Linked DNA regions of Mus musculus: region 2 is linked to region 1. The links are chromatin contacts, called in public Hi-C maps. All regions are on one chromosome and are shown on one strand. The core of a region is the stretch at or near the end of the contact, and the rest is flanking DNA. Distances in the headings are between cores, read along the strand shown. Region 1 has its middle 11 kb from the start of Gm38542. Region 2 has its middle 37 kb from the start of Gm23440.

Region 1 (6,912 bases), core at 1,929-4,428:
CTGATGAGAGGTGTTTAGCGTGGTGAGCTGTGTGACCACACTCAGACACCGGTCAAGCCTTACAGGCTCGGCTACTTGTCATTCATAGAGCATTGCAGGATCCCAGGCAGAGGGGGAGGTAAGAAAACCTCCGGTGAACCACCACACTGATACGGACTCTTCCTTTTCTGTCTGGTGGGGAAAACAGGTAAGAAAGCATATTCAGATTGCCGGCAGCAGCCTGAAGAACGATTCCCATCCATGCTAAGCACTCTGCCTAAGCATCCGGTTCAGACCACAGCAGGAAGAACTGAGAAGTGTTCTGTCAGACCTGGTTAAATAAAGACCCGAGGGGTGAGGGGTTAGCTAAGCCCAAAGCGAGAGAAATAGCAGGGAAGAGGCGGGGGGTATCCTTTTCTGTATTTTTCTGTAAGAGCTCACTGAAGTCTAAGAGGGAGTCTGCAAGGTGAAGGGTAACTCAGGCAGGGAGTGGACTGTGTGGGCCTCTTACAGAAGTGCGCTGTAGAGGTCCAGAGCTCCTGCCTGACCTGAGCATCCCGGACTCTGCACCCCGCCCACCAACACCAGCAGTGAAGTCACGTGGTCTTTGGGATGTTGCTGTTACTCTTTTTTTTTCTTTTTTTTTTTTTTTCTTTTTTTGTTCTCTTTCTTTTCTTTTTTTTTTTTCATTTATTTTTAAAACATCATTTTCAGCGTCAAGGAAGATGGCTTTCAGTGGGTAAAAGCACGTGGTGCCTAAGCCTGCAGACCCGAGTTCAATCCCTGGAGAACATATAAAGATGGAAGAAGAGAACAGACATCACAAAGTTGAACTCTGACCTCTATATGCTTGTCATGCAATGCACAGTCACATACATCATGTGTACGGGCATCATCATCACCACCATCATCTATAAAAAATACATACATACACACACACATACACACATACATACATACATACATACATACATACATACATACTACATTAATAAGGGGTTGGAGAGAAAGCTCAGCAGTTAAGAGAATTTTCCCAGGAAGAGGACCAAGGTTTGGTTCCCATCACCCACATGGTTGCTCACCCTCTGTAAGTTCAGTTGCAATGGATATGATGCCCTCTTCTGTCACTTGAGGGAACAGGCACACACATGAAAGCTCACAGACATACCTGAAAAAAAAAAAATACTACTCCATATAAAACTTAACTAAATACAAATAAATATTTTAAAATAAATAAAAAAATAAATCATCCTGAAAATAATTATTAGTGGCCAAGAAGAAAACTGACCTCAGCCTCTTTACATCAATTGCTTAAATATTACGTAATGCAGACATCAGAAGCCCTGTCTTCTACAGCCCCCCTCCTGGCTCTCCCTCTTTAACTTAGTCAGGGTGTCTATTGCTGCGACAGAACACCATGATCAAAGAGCAAGTTGGAGAGGGAAGGGTTTATTTAGCTTACACTTCAGCATCACTGTTCATCACGGAGGGAAACCATGGCAGGAACTCAGACAGGGCAGGAACCTGGAGGCAGGAGCTGATGCAGAAAGCATGGAGAGGTGCTGCTTACTGGCTTTCTTCCTGTGGTTTGCTCAGCCTGCTTTATTTTATTTTTAATTTTATTTTAATTTTTATTTATTTTTATCATTTTGTTTTATTTTATTGGTTTTCCAAGACAGGTTGGGTTTTTTTTTTTCTTCTATGTAGCCCTGGTTGTCCTGGAACTCACTATGTAGACCAAGCTACCCTCAAACCCAGAGATCTGCCTGCCTCTGCCTCCCCAAGCACCAGGATCAAAGGCAGCACCACCACTGCCCAGCTTCAGCCTGCTGCCCTAGAGAACCCAGAACACCAGCCCAAGGCTAGAACTGCCCACACTGAGCCCACACTGAGCCCACTGAGCCCACACTGAGCCCACTGAGCCCACACTGAGCCCACACTGAGCCCACACTGAGCCCACACTGAGCCCACTGAGCCCACACTGAGCCCACACTGAGCCCACACTGAGCCCACACTGAGCCCACTGAGCCCACACTGAGCCCACACTGAGCCCACTGAGCCCACACTGAGCCCACACTGAGCCCACACTGAGCCCACTGAGCCCACACTGAGCCCACACTGAGCCCACACTGAGCCCACACTGAGCCCACACTGAGCCCACTGAGCCCACACTGAGCCCACTGAGCCCACACTGAACCCACTGAGCCCACACTGAGCCCACTGAGCCCACACTGAGCCCACTGAGCCCACACTGAGCCCACACTGAGCCCACACTGAGCCCACACTGAGCCCACTGAGCCCACACTGAGCCCACACTGAGCCCACACTGAGCCCACACTGAGCCCACACTGAGCCCACTGAGCCCACACTGAGCCCACTGAGCCCACACTGAACCCACTGAGCCCACACTGAGCCCACACTGAGCCCACACTGAGCCCACTGAGCCCACACTGAGCCCACTGAGCCCACACTGAGCCCACACTGAGCCCACTGAGCCCACACTGAGCCAACTGAGCCCACACTGAGCCTACACTGAGCCCACACTGAGCCCACACTGAGCCCACACTGAGCCCACTGAGCCCACACTGAGCCCACACTGAGCCCACACTGAGCCCACTGAGCCCACACTGAGCCCACACTGAGCCCACACTGAGCCCACTGAGCCCACACTGAGCCCACACTGAGCCTCCCCCTCCCACCCCGTTGATCACTAATGAAGAAAATGCCCTACAGCCGGATCTCACGTAAGCATTTTCTCAATTGAAGTTCCCTCCTTGCAGATAACTCTAGCCCATGTCAAGTTGACATCAGTCAGCCAGGACACTCTTGATTCCACAAACGTCATGCTCTTCTTAGTTTGCTGGGCAATTTTTTTTTCCCCACTCAACTTCTCATTGTTTGCTCAAACTTTTTTTTTTAAATAAATGACTTTTCGCATCACTTTTCAAGTGTCAAAAATTCCCTGCTAGTATATTCCCAAGATGAATAAATAATATTGCTTATTTCCAAGAAGAAATAGAAGCTACCATAGCACAATTCAATCAAAAAACTGTTTCTGTAATCAGGAGATCTCTTCTGGGGTGGGCGGGAGGGGAGGGGCTTCAAATGAAAAACCACTTGACAAGTTCAGAACTGACAGAAGGAGACTTACTCAGATGGACAACAAAGATTACCGCAAGCAACCAGGGAAGCCAGCAATCAAATGCTGCAACAGACCCATTTCCTCGGCAACAAAACGTTGGTTGCACGGATAAAACATTCACACCACACATCGTCATCAAGATATTCAAGTTCATGTTTCAGAACTAAACAACTGATACCTTGTGGTTCGTTGACGAGGAAGGAACAATTTTAAATACCTTGGACCAGAGGATAGGCTCAGTGACTCACAGGCCACAAAGGCAAAGGACCCGAGTTGAATCCCGAGGCTCCACTGGAACAGAGGGGTAACTCCTGCAAGTCATCCTCTGACCTCCACACACTGGCCATGGCACACACTGTGTGCACAGTACCCACACACAAAAAAAGACATGCAATGAGATTTCTTTCGGGAATACTTTAGTGGAATTAGTGACGGCACCTGTCACCCTTGCCTTGTAAAGCACAACACCTGTGGAAAAGGACACAAAATGCCATGAGAAACTTACAGTGTTACAAGCTTTGGAAGTAGACCACATGGGCGCCATACTAAAGGGTGATTTAGCTCAAAAAAGTGAGAAAAAAGACACATTGAGGAAAATGGTCCAGCCTGTAAAATGACGAAGGATGAAGATTTGCTGTCTGCTATTACTGGGGAAAACTGACTGAAGAACAGGTCTAACATCTTCAAAAATTATTAGATTAAGCCAGGGGTAGACCAGCATACCTATAGTCCTGCACTTAGGACCCTGACTCAAGAGTATCATAAGTCTCAGTCCATCAAAGCCAATGTAGACATGCCCCCAAAATATTATTATTATTATTAATGTTAAGTAAACGGGCATCTCAAGCAAATAAATTGGTTGTTGACAAACTAGTTTTACTACAGCTAAGCACCTGAGCATACAATGTCTTACACTCTCCTTCAAATATTTCTTCGAAGTATCCTTTTAAATTTCTATTGTCCAAAAATAGCGAAATTGTCCAGCAGCCCCCTCAATCCTCCAGCCTCACTGGTTGTTATAGTAACCAACTAACGCCATCTTTAAAGCGTTCAGTGATGAGAAGGATGGTTCTTGCAGATAGCTGTTGTTTCCCTTTGGAGATAGAAGGACTTCCGTTGAGTTCACAAAGAGGGCATGGACGGAACTAAAATAACAGCACTTCTGTTCACAAAGGAAATACCTGCAGTTGCGAAGAGGTACCACAAGAGGGAGACTATAAGCCACGAACAAGGTTAGCTAGGAAAAACTAAAACAGTTTCTAAAAAGAATTGGAAAGAAAAGCGTTCATTAACAACATATTTTTGAAACATAAATATTTTATTTGTAATTTAATAATTGGTATATACAGATAATACACAAAGAGCAAAAGGAAATACTTGTTTTCCCACAGCCGGCTTAAGAAATGACATAAGACCCAGGCACGACGGCAGAGGCCTGTCATCTCAGCACATAGGAGGCTGACGCAGGAAAATTACAAGTTTCAAAACAGTCTGTGACACAAACTGAAAATTTGTCTGGCACAGGAAAAAAATCATCAGTTTGGTTTTGAATAAAAATGGTCTCCCCCACCCCCACCCCCACCCCCCACCCTCCAGTCTCAGGCGCCATAGTCGATGGTATTGAGGAAGTTTAGGAGGAGGTGTACCCCTGTGTCGCTCACTGGGGGCGGAGTTTGAAAGTTAAAATACTCAGGCCATTCCCAGTGCACTCTCTCTACTTCAAGATGTACGCCCTTGCTTTAGCTCCAGCCACCACATGTGCTGCTTGCTGCCACGATTACCTACCACGAAGGGTCTTATATCCCTCTGGAACCATAAGCCAAACAAACCCTTCATTCTATAAATTGCTTCAGTCGCGGTGTTCTATCACAGCAATAGAAGAAAAACTCACATAGTTAGGGAAATGGCTCAGTGGGCAAAGCCCCTGCTATGCAAGGGTGAGTTCAAGTGCCTAGAACTCGTGAAAAACGCAGTGCCATGGCGTCTCAGAAATCAGGAATCTGTAATTCCAGTGTTCCTATGGGGATAGGGGAAGCTCAATGCCCTTGTCCTGATATGCCAAGACAGGAGAGATCCTCAGAGTGTGCAGGCCAGCTCGCCTAGCATCTCCAGTACAGCAGCAAGCAACAAAAGTAGCCTGTCTCAAACAAAGCGAAGGCAAGGACCCACACTCAAGGCAGACTTCTGATCTCCACAGTGCGCACTCACATACACACACACACACACACACAGACACACACACACACACACACACACACACGCACGCACGCATCCCAGCAACACATACAGAAAGAAAGTTCACAAAGAGGGCATGGACAGAACTAACATAACAGCACTTCTGTTCACAAAGGAAATACCTGCAGTTGCGAAGAGGTATCACAAGAGGGAGACTATAAGCCACAAACAAGGATAGCTAGGAAAACCTAAAACGTTAAGAAAGAAAGAAAGAAAGAAAGAAAGAAAGAGAGAGAGAGAGAGAGAGAGAGAGAGAGAGAGAGAGAGAGAGAGGGAAAGAAAGAAAGAACGAGAGAGGGGGGAGGGAGGAGGAGGGAGAGGAGGAGGAGGAGGAGGAGGGAGGGAGGGAGGGAGGGAGGGAGGGAGGGAGGGAGGGAGGGAGGGAAGGAGGGAGGGAAAGAAAAGAGGGAAAGAAAAAAAAAGAGGGAAAGAAAGAGGGAAAGGTTGACGGAAGGATGATTGGGAGTGGTTTGGACGTAGCTCATTGGTAACGTACTTCTCTACGCTCACAGCTTTGGATCAATTTCCAGGCACTGAAACACAGATACTCTTCCATTAGAGATGGAAGAGCATCCAGGCTGCATACCCTAGTGTTAACTTTCCACCACTCCAGCTGGCACAACACCTGAAGTAAGCGACTTAAAAGGGGAAAGGCCTATGTGGTGTCATGTATAAGAGTGTCTCACACAGGCAGATATTTGAAAGCTTAGTTACCAGGAAATGGCACTATTTGAAAGCACTGGAGGGGTCAGGGTACAACAAGGCCTTGTTGGACTAGCTGTGGCCTCACAGAAGGAAGTGTATCAGCAGAAATAGGCTTTGAGGCTTCAAAGCCCGTGCCAATCCCAGAGTCCCTCTCCTCTCTCCTATCCCAAGGATCATGACATAGCTCTCAGCTATTGCTCGAGAGTCTGCCTACTGCCATGATCCATACCAGGATGATAATGGATGACAACGCTCTGAAACTGTAAGCAAGCCCCCTGTTAAATGCTTTCTTTATGTAAGAGCCGTCTCAGCTATGGTGTCTTTTCATGGCAATAGGATAATGACTAAGACAGTACTTTGCCTCGGCTTCAGACGTCCCATCCACTGAGTACTTGAGGAGCAAGTACATGGGTACTTGCTTTGGAGCATGGTGACAGGGCCACAACCAACAGCCTGTGGCATGCAGGAAAGGGCACGTCAGGCAGGACTATACCTAGAACAGGACCATGCCAGGCCATCAGCAGAGCCCAGCATGGCTTCCTCCAGCTTAACCCTAGAGCAGTAAAGTAGAAGCCAAGTAAGCAAGCAGACAAGGTTCTCAGGGACCTCTCTGGGTGCACTAAGAAGCTGTACCCTTCTGCCAGTAATGCAGGTCTTGGTGCTAGAGAAAAACCACAGTAGGTGTCAGGGGCCACACACAGCCTGGGCACCGCTGACTGTCCATAGCCCTGGATACTGCTATTGGCTGCTGCTCCTTTTAGCTGAGGCTACCCACAACAACTGTGGACTTTGGGTCAGTCCCTGCCTCAGTTAGGGTTATTATTGCTACAATGAAACACCATGGTCAAAAA
Region 2 (6,912 bases), core at 1,856-4,355, 70 kb after region 1:
CTCTAGCTGCATATGTATCAAAAGATGGCCTAGTCAGCCATCACTGGAAAGAGAGGCCCATTGGACTTGCAAACTTTATATGCCCCAGTACAGGGGAACGCCAGGGCCAAAAAAAATGGGAATGAGTGGGTAGGGAAGTGGGGGGGAGGGTATGGGGGACTTTTGGTATAGCATTGGAAATGTAATTGAGGAAAATATGTAATAAAAAATATTAATTAAAAAAAAAAAGAAAATGTGGTACATTTACACAATGGAGTACTACTCAGCTATTAAAAAGAATAAATTTATGAAATTCCTAGGCAAATGGATGGACCTGGAGGGCATCATCCTGAGCGAGGTAACCCAATCACAAAGGAACGCACACAATATGTACTCACTGATAAGTGGATATTAGCCCCAAACCTAGGATTCCCAAGATATAAGGTACAATTTGCTAAACACATGAAACTCTAGAAGAATGAAGACCAAAGTGTGGACACTGTGCCCCTTCTTAGAATTGGGAACAAAACACCTATGGAAGGAGTTACAGAGACAAAGTTTGGAGCTGCGACAAAAGGATGGACCATCTAAAGACTGCCTTATCTAGGGATCCACCCCATAATCAGCTTCCAAACGCTGACACCACTGCATACACTAGCAAGATTTTGCTGTAAGGACCCAGATATAGCTGTCTCTTGTGAGACTAGGCAGGGGCCTAGCAAACACATAAGTGGATGCTCACAGTCAGCTATTGGATGGATCACAGGGCCCCCAATGGAGGAGCTAGAGAAAGTAGCCAAGGAGCTAAAGAGATCTGCAACCCTGTAGGTGCAACAACATTATGAACTAACCAGTACCCCGGAGCTCTTGACTCTAGCTGCATATGTATCAAAAGATGGCCTAGTCAGCCATCACTGGAAAGAGAGGCCCATTGGACACACAAACTTTATATGCCCCAGTACAGGGGAATGCCAGGGCCAAAAAAAATGAGAATGGGTGGGTAGGGAAGGGGGGAGGGAGGGTATGGGGGACTTTTGGGATAGCATTGGAAATGTAATTGAGGAAAATATGTAATAAAATAAATAAATAAAAGAACACTTGCCGCTCTTGCAGAGGACCCAGATTTGGAAGACAGCACACACATAATGGCTCACAACCAACCATAACTCCAGTTCCAGAGGATCCAACTCTTCCCACCTCTGAGGGCACCAGGAAGGAAAAACATAAGCTACATACGAATAAATGCAGGCAAAACACTCGAACACACAAAATAAAATCAATCTATATAAGAAAAAGATTTTAAACAAAAATTAGACTTTGTTTTTTAAACAAAGACCATACATTTCTAAGAAGTGGATCTGGGGTCTGTATTTCACCCAATACAGTGGCAATGAAGGGATTTAAAGTCTTTTTTTTTTTTTTCTATTATGAGAATAGTAAGTCTGTCTATTTGCCATCTGGTCCAAGGGGGATACTATGAGTGTCTGTGTATTTAATAAATCAATAATGCCTTAACCTAGCACTGGTACATTCAGAGATCTTGCCATCCCTTCAAGCTAACCCAGATATCTCACCCCAACCCATTTAATTTTTAAAATCACAGTTTCACAGTGTAACTCCAGTTGACCTGGCTTTTACTTCATAGTCCCTAGGCTGGCCTCTCAAAGTCTTGACAGGCCCTGTGCCTCTGCTTCCAAGGGCTGGGGTTAGAGGTATCCCACCAGCTCTAAGCCCACATCTTAGCTTTTCAATAGAGCAGGAGAAAGACCACGTTCATCCCTTCGAGGTTTAGAAAGATGACATATCTGTGTACACAGTGCTCAGCACTCATCTGCTGTGCTCACAGGGACCAGATGGCTGCCTACTCTCTAGCACTCCCATCCTGAGGAGGACAGCATGTGAAGCTGGCGACATTTGATGAGTTCTTCAGAACTCCCCAAAGTTAAGGCCCTTCGTTCACTTTCCTTCTTTAAAAGAAAAGAAAGAAAGAAAGAAAAAACCACACACACTCTATATATGGCTCCTAAGATGAACAATTATATAATTGGGGAACCTTAGAGGCAAAGAACACTCACCACATTTTCCAGGGGTGTCTTAAGATATTTCCAGAGAGCTATCCGTACCAACAAATGGCATTTTAGGCCTCCTACACACACCAGAGACACGAAGCCTCATTCCCTTCAGGATTAGAGCCTACATTTTCTCATCTTGAGAAAAATATTCCACATCCAAGAGCAAAGTGAGGTGAGCAGAAAGAAGCCAGGGCCTCCGTGCTGCCCTCATTGGTACCCTTGGCAGCAGGCTAGTTCCTCTCTTGAAGTATGAAATTATTTTTTTTAAGGTGAGCCAAACTCTCACTGCTCAAGTCAGAACCCCCAGGTTCTTACAGACCATTGCATCATCTTCAGATCGATGTCAAGTCTAAAGGCAACACATGACTTTAATAACTCAGCCATAAAAAGATCTGCAGTCCACAACCTGCTGAGCCTGCTCCACCTCTGTGGAGTATCTGGGGGAAGGTCATGCGGGTATCCTCAGTGTCTCCCTGTCATCCCTCCCCAACAGTTTGAAGTTTTGATCTTCTGTCAATGTGAAAGCTTACCTGGATGATAAGTAAAAATTTTAAATAGTCTCTCTCTTTTGTTTCGCTTTAAAAAGACTATTTGTAGAGTAAGTCATAAAGGACTCCCACGCGGTGACTGGGGAGCCACACACTTCTGTCCAATATGTAGCTAAGTTTCTACTAGGAAGTCCGTGTGTGTGTGTGTGTGTGTGTGTGTGTGTGTGTGTGTGTGTGTGTGTGTGTGTGTGTGTGTGGTGTTTCATTTTGTCCTTTCCATTTTACCTAGAAAATCCAGGTCTCATAGCAAATAGATATTCCCCTTCACCCCACCGTTAACTGCAAATTTTACACGGCACTGTGGAGTTGAACCGCAGTGAAAACAGATGGAAGATAAGAGTCCCTCAAACTACTCAGTATCTCCTTAGTTAATTCCACGTTCAGACTGCACATCCATCACCTACATGTCCTCAAGAGAAAGTGTGTGTGGTTTCATCCCTTTGTCACGCAGAAACCATTTTCAGCTCCTGCTCCGTCCCAGACACATACCACCAACAGGGGGCGTCTCTCGAGCATCTTTTCCCACAAGTGCAGGCAGGCAAGCATTTTATACCCTTGTACAGTAAAAGTAGTAGTATTATTATTTATCTTGTAGCTATTTCATCCGGATTGAAGTATCCCCCTTGTGGATGGGAGGAGCGAATGCGAGAGGAAGACTCACAAAGGCCCCAAGGAAGTTTCAAGAACTCATGAAGTTGTGAGTCCTCTCTCTGCGGGTGTATGAGCAATAAGCAATGGCTGAGCAAGAGGGAACTCTTCGGTAGAACTGCCTTCGAGCTGCTCAGGGAGCGCTAGGGATGCTGCCTTCCTGAGCTGTCATTCACACTGCGGTAGGCTTTTTGGTGATGTAGCTGCCTTTGTGCCACCCATGCTTCGGTAAGTAACACCCGTAAACTCATTGATTCACGATGACAGACTTAGTTGGATCATCTCTTTAGCCTGTCCTCAGGGCCTACCTGTGGAATATTTGCTTTTTCATGTCTCCCCAAGGAAACTCATATTATGTAATTGGCACATGAACAGGAACTGAAAGCCAAAGATGAGTCGGTGAAGAGCAGTTACATTGATCTTGCAAAGGCTGATAAGATACACTGCTGAGCTGATGTAACCGTGGGAAGCATTCAAGTGGAAGGGGGACAATTGCCATATGGCCACCTTTCCCAGTGCATTATGGGGTGCTATGTCTCCTGGCTGTAATCGGGGTTGTATACCCCCCAGCCCCTGCTGTGGGCGATAAGACATAAAAACAAGGCTGAGATGTCTATGAGTGAAGCATTCTTGCAGGAATCTCAGCATGACCATCTTCCTCTGCATAATACTCTTCCTTAATGACTGGAGTCCACAGGAACACACTCAAAGCACGGGTAGACTGGGAATACATACCAGTTCCTACTGAAAGCAGAATAGAGAGAAGAAAAGCAGATCACAAGCAGGCAGATAGCAGTGGTTCTTGGTCTTTGAGGCTTATCTGTCTGCAGTAAGAACTTGTGTGTGTAAGGAAGGTTGAGTTACAATGAGGAGACATGTATATGCAATCCTCCACATGAGCCTCTGGTTTGGTCGGTTTGTTTGTTTGCAGGAAAAATGGAAGAAAAAAAAAGACACAGTGTCTCTGTGTTAGCATTTTTTTATGGCTGGGAGAATGCAAAGAAAAATAGTACAAATTAGGTCTGTGCTAATTGGCCCTTCTTGGGATCCAAAAAACTGAAACCTGTAAAGGTTATACTTGTCAACTTGATAGGATGTAGAATCTCCTTGGAAACTAGCCTGTTTCTAAGGGATGTTTTTGTTTGGTGGATTTGTTGTTGTTGTTGTTGTCATTGTCGTTGTTGTTGTTGTTGTTGTTGGGGGTTTTTGTTTTTGTTTTTCCAGATTGGGTTAATTAAGATGGGCAGACGTACTGTATATCATTGTATGGGATGAGACTCTAGACTATACAAAAGGGAGTAAGCAAGCTGAGTCCCAGAATTCATCATTCTCTACTTCCTGACTGTGGATTTAATGTGACCAATCCCCTTGCCTTCCTGTTGTACTCTGGCTGTACTGCCTTTCTCCTGTAATTCCTGCTGCACTGCCTTCCTACTGTACTTCCTGCTGCACTGCCTTCCTGCTTTACTTCCTGCTGCAATGCCTTCCTCCTGTACTTCCTGCTTCACTGCCTTTCTCCTGTAATTCCTGCTGCACTGCCTTCCTCCTGTACTTCCTGCTGCACTGCCTTCCTCCTGTACTTCCTGCTTCACTGCCTTTCTCCTGTACTTCCTGCTTCAATGCCTTCCTCCTGTACTTCCTGCTGCACTGCCTTCCTACTATACTTCCTGCTGCACTGCCTTCCTGCTTTACTTCCTGCTGCACTGACTACTGTACTTCCTGCTGCACTGTCTTCCTACTGTACTTCCTGCTGCACTGCCTTCCTGCTTTACTTCCTGCTGCATTGACTACTGTATTTCCTGCTGTATTGCCTTCCTCCTGTACTTCCTGCTGCTCTACCTTCCTACTGTACTTCCTGCTGTACCGCCTTCCGGCTGTACCATCCTACTGCTGTACCACCTTTCTGTCATGATCGACTCCAATGTTCCAAATAGCCTAAGTGAAATAGTACCTTCTCCCTTACATTTCTTTTGTCAGGTATTTTTATCACAATGATTAGGAAAGCATTGAATATAGAACCCAAGCAAATTTAATGGAAGGGAAAAAGAGACCCACAGATTTACAGTGCAGATAGAGACCTGAATAACAGCCCAGCACAGTGGGGAATGGTGGAGAAAAATGCACTCCTAGAAGCCAGAATGTTACTGAATTAAAAATCCTAATGTCAGGTGTGGGTTACCACTTGACATATTTTTGGAGAAGCAGTCAACTTCTATGTCCATTGCTGTGGTTGCATGCCAGAACTAGATGGTAAATCATTATTGCTGAGAATATCACAATTCCTGGCTTCTGGACATGGAGAAATCAGGATAAAAATGAACTTCTCCCTGCTGGTTGTCTTTTGTTATGCCAGAGGTTTATGCAGGATGCTAAAGGATAATCATTGCCAACTCTTCTGCTAGGTTATAAACTCTTTGCCACACATTACCAACACACTAAACAAAATACAGTAACTGACAAAAGAGTGGACAGCTATTATGGGTGCAAAAACTGCTTTCTGATTCAGGCCTACTCCACAGGCAGAAACTCATGTTTGCTACTATAAGCAAGAGCCTGTAGTTGGGGAGGTCACAGGGTTCAGTGGAGATGTCACTGCTATTGTCTGGTTCAATGAATATGATGTACTTGGCAAACTGTCTTTTAAAGGGCATTTTTGTTTATGCCCATTGATTTTATGTTGCTATGAGCTTCAATCATTGGGGGAAACCTTTTGGACAGTGGACTATGACTACTGAAGCTCACCGGAAACTTTCAAGTATTACAAGAAACTTAGAGGACTCACGAAGCCCCTCCGCCAGCATATATAAGTTTAAACAATTATTGAAAGAGGAAACTATTCAATGACTCTGCCATCAAGTTATGCAGGAACTCTAGTGATGAAGACATGATTGCTAAGGTGTGCTTTTTGGAGATTCATCTACCTCTGATTCGCCACATTCCTGTAAGTAGCTCCTGTGAACTAATTGATTCACCAAGCTAAACTTGCCCTGGAACCAAGGTAGTCTCTTGTCAGTGCCTGATTTGGGGCAAGTAGATGTTTGTGCTCCTCTCTCAAGGACAAGACATGCAGCATCATTCCTATTTCATCTTTAAAGATTTGGAGTTAGATATCAAGTATACGCAACAATAGGCCATTATCATACAGCATTGGAATGATATGTCCTGAACTCAAATGTATGATTAATTACAGTAAGACCTGTGGTTTTTCCACAATACGGAGTGTCAGATCCAAAATTTGAAACAAGAACAAATGAGTATACCATCATCTGCAAAGTACTATGAGGTCTCCCTCAGCAGTCACAACCTAGGTGTGACAATCTTTCACACACTTCCTTGGTGATGGGCATGAAAATGATGAAGAACTCACTCTGCGCCAACTGACTAAACTGTGCTTTAGAATAATTGTCAGGAAGTTTAATATAGTCAGCTTAGTAAATTATAACAGAGTTAAGATCTTGACACAAGAAACAGAGAACTGTATAAGCATGCATTTAGCTTGGTTTTGGTTCTTGTTTATTTGTTTTTTAGATACGTCCCCACTATGTAGCTTTGGGTGGCCTTAAACTTTTGCTATTCCTGTCTGTGTGTGTGAACCACCCCACACAACTTTGAAACAGCTCTTTACAAACCTGATGCAAAGAGTCCATGATGACATTTAACTATTT

Evidence for each region. A called contact is a pair of places that touch in the nucleus more often than the background predicts.
Region 2: a contact with region 1 is called in a Hi-C map of the G1E-ER4 cell line, with 2.4 times the contacts expected there. The contact joins two enhancer-like sites. A contact is called at or near these places in 1 of 15 datasets of contacts at CTCF or cohesin (the G1E-ER4 cell line), 9 of 484 Hi-C or Micro-C datasets (the G1E-ER4 cell line, the N1E-115 cell line, bone marrow-derived DN3 thymocytes and 5 more) and 1 of 115 datasets of contacts at active chromatin or transcription factors (embryonic stem cells).

What each region holds. Positions count from the first base shown.
Region 1 is chr3:78,944,108-78,951,019 of GRCm38.p6, forward strand. No RefSeq gene overlaps it. Among named protein-coding and RNA genes, the nearest start is that of Gm38542, 11 kb to the left of the region's middle. Within about 2 kb of position 3,179, at least 9 of the 459 cell types and tissues checked have an H3K27ac peak or open chromatin away from gene starts, as enhancers often do. A contact at or near this core is called in the G1E-ER4 cell line, where this site is marked.
Region 2 is chr3:79,013,921-79,020,832 of GRCm38.p6, forward strand. No RefSeq gene overlaps it. Among named protein-coding and RNA genes, the nearest start is that of Gm23440, 37 kb to the left of the region's middle. Within about 2 kb of position 3,106, at least 15 of the 459 cell types and tissues checked have an H3K27ac peak or open chromatin away from gene starts, as enhancers often do. A contact at or near this core is called in the G1E-ER4 cell line, where this site is marked.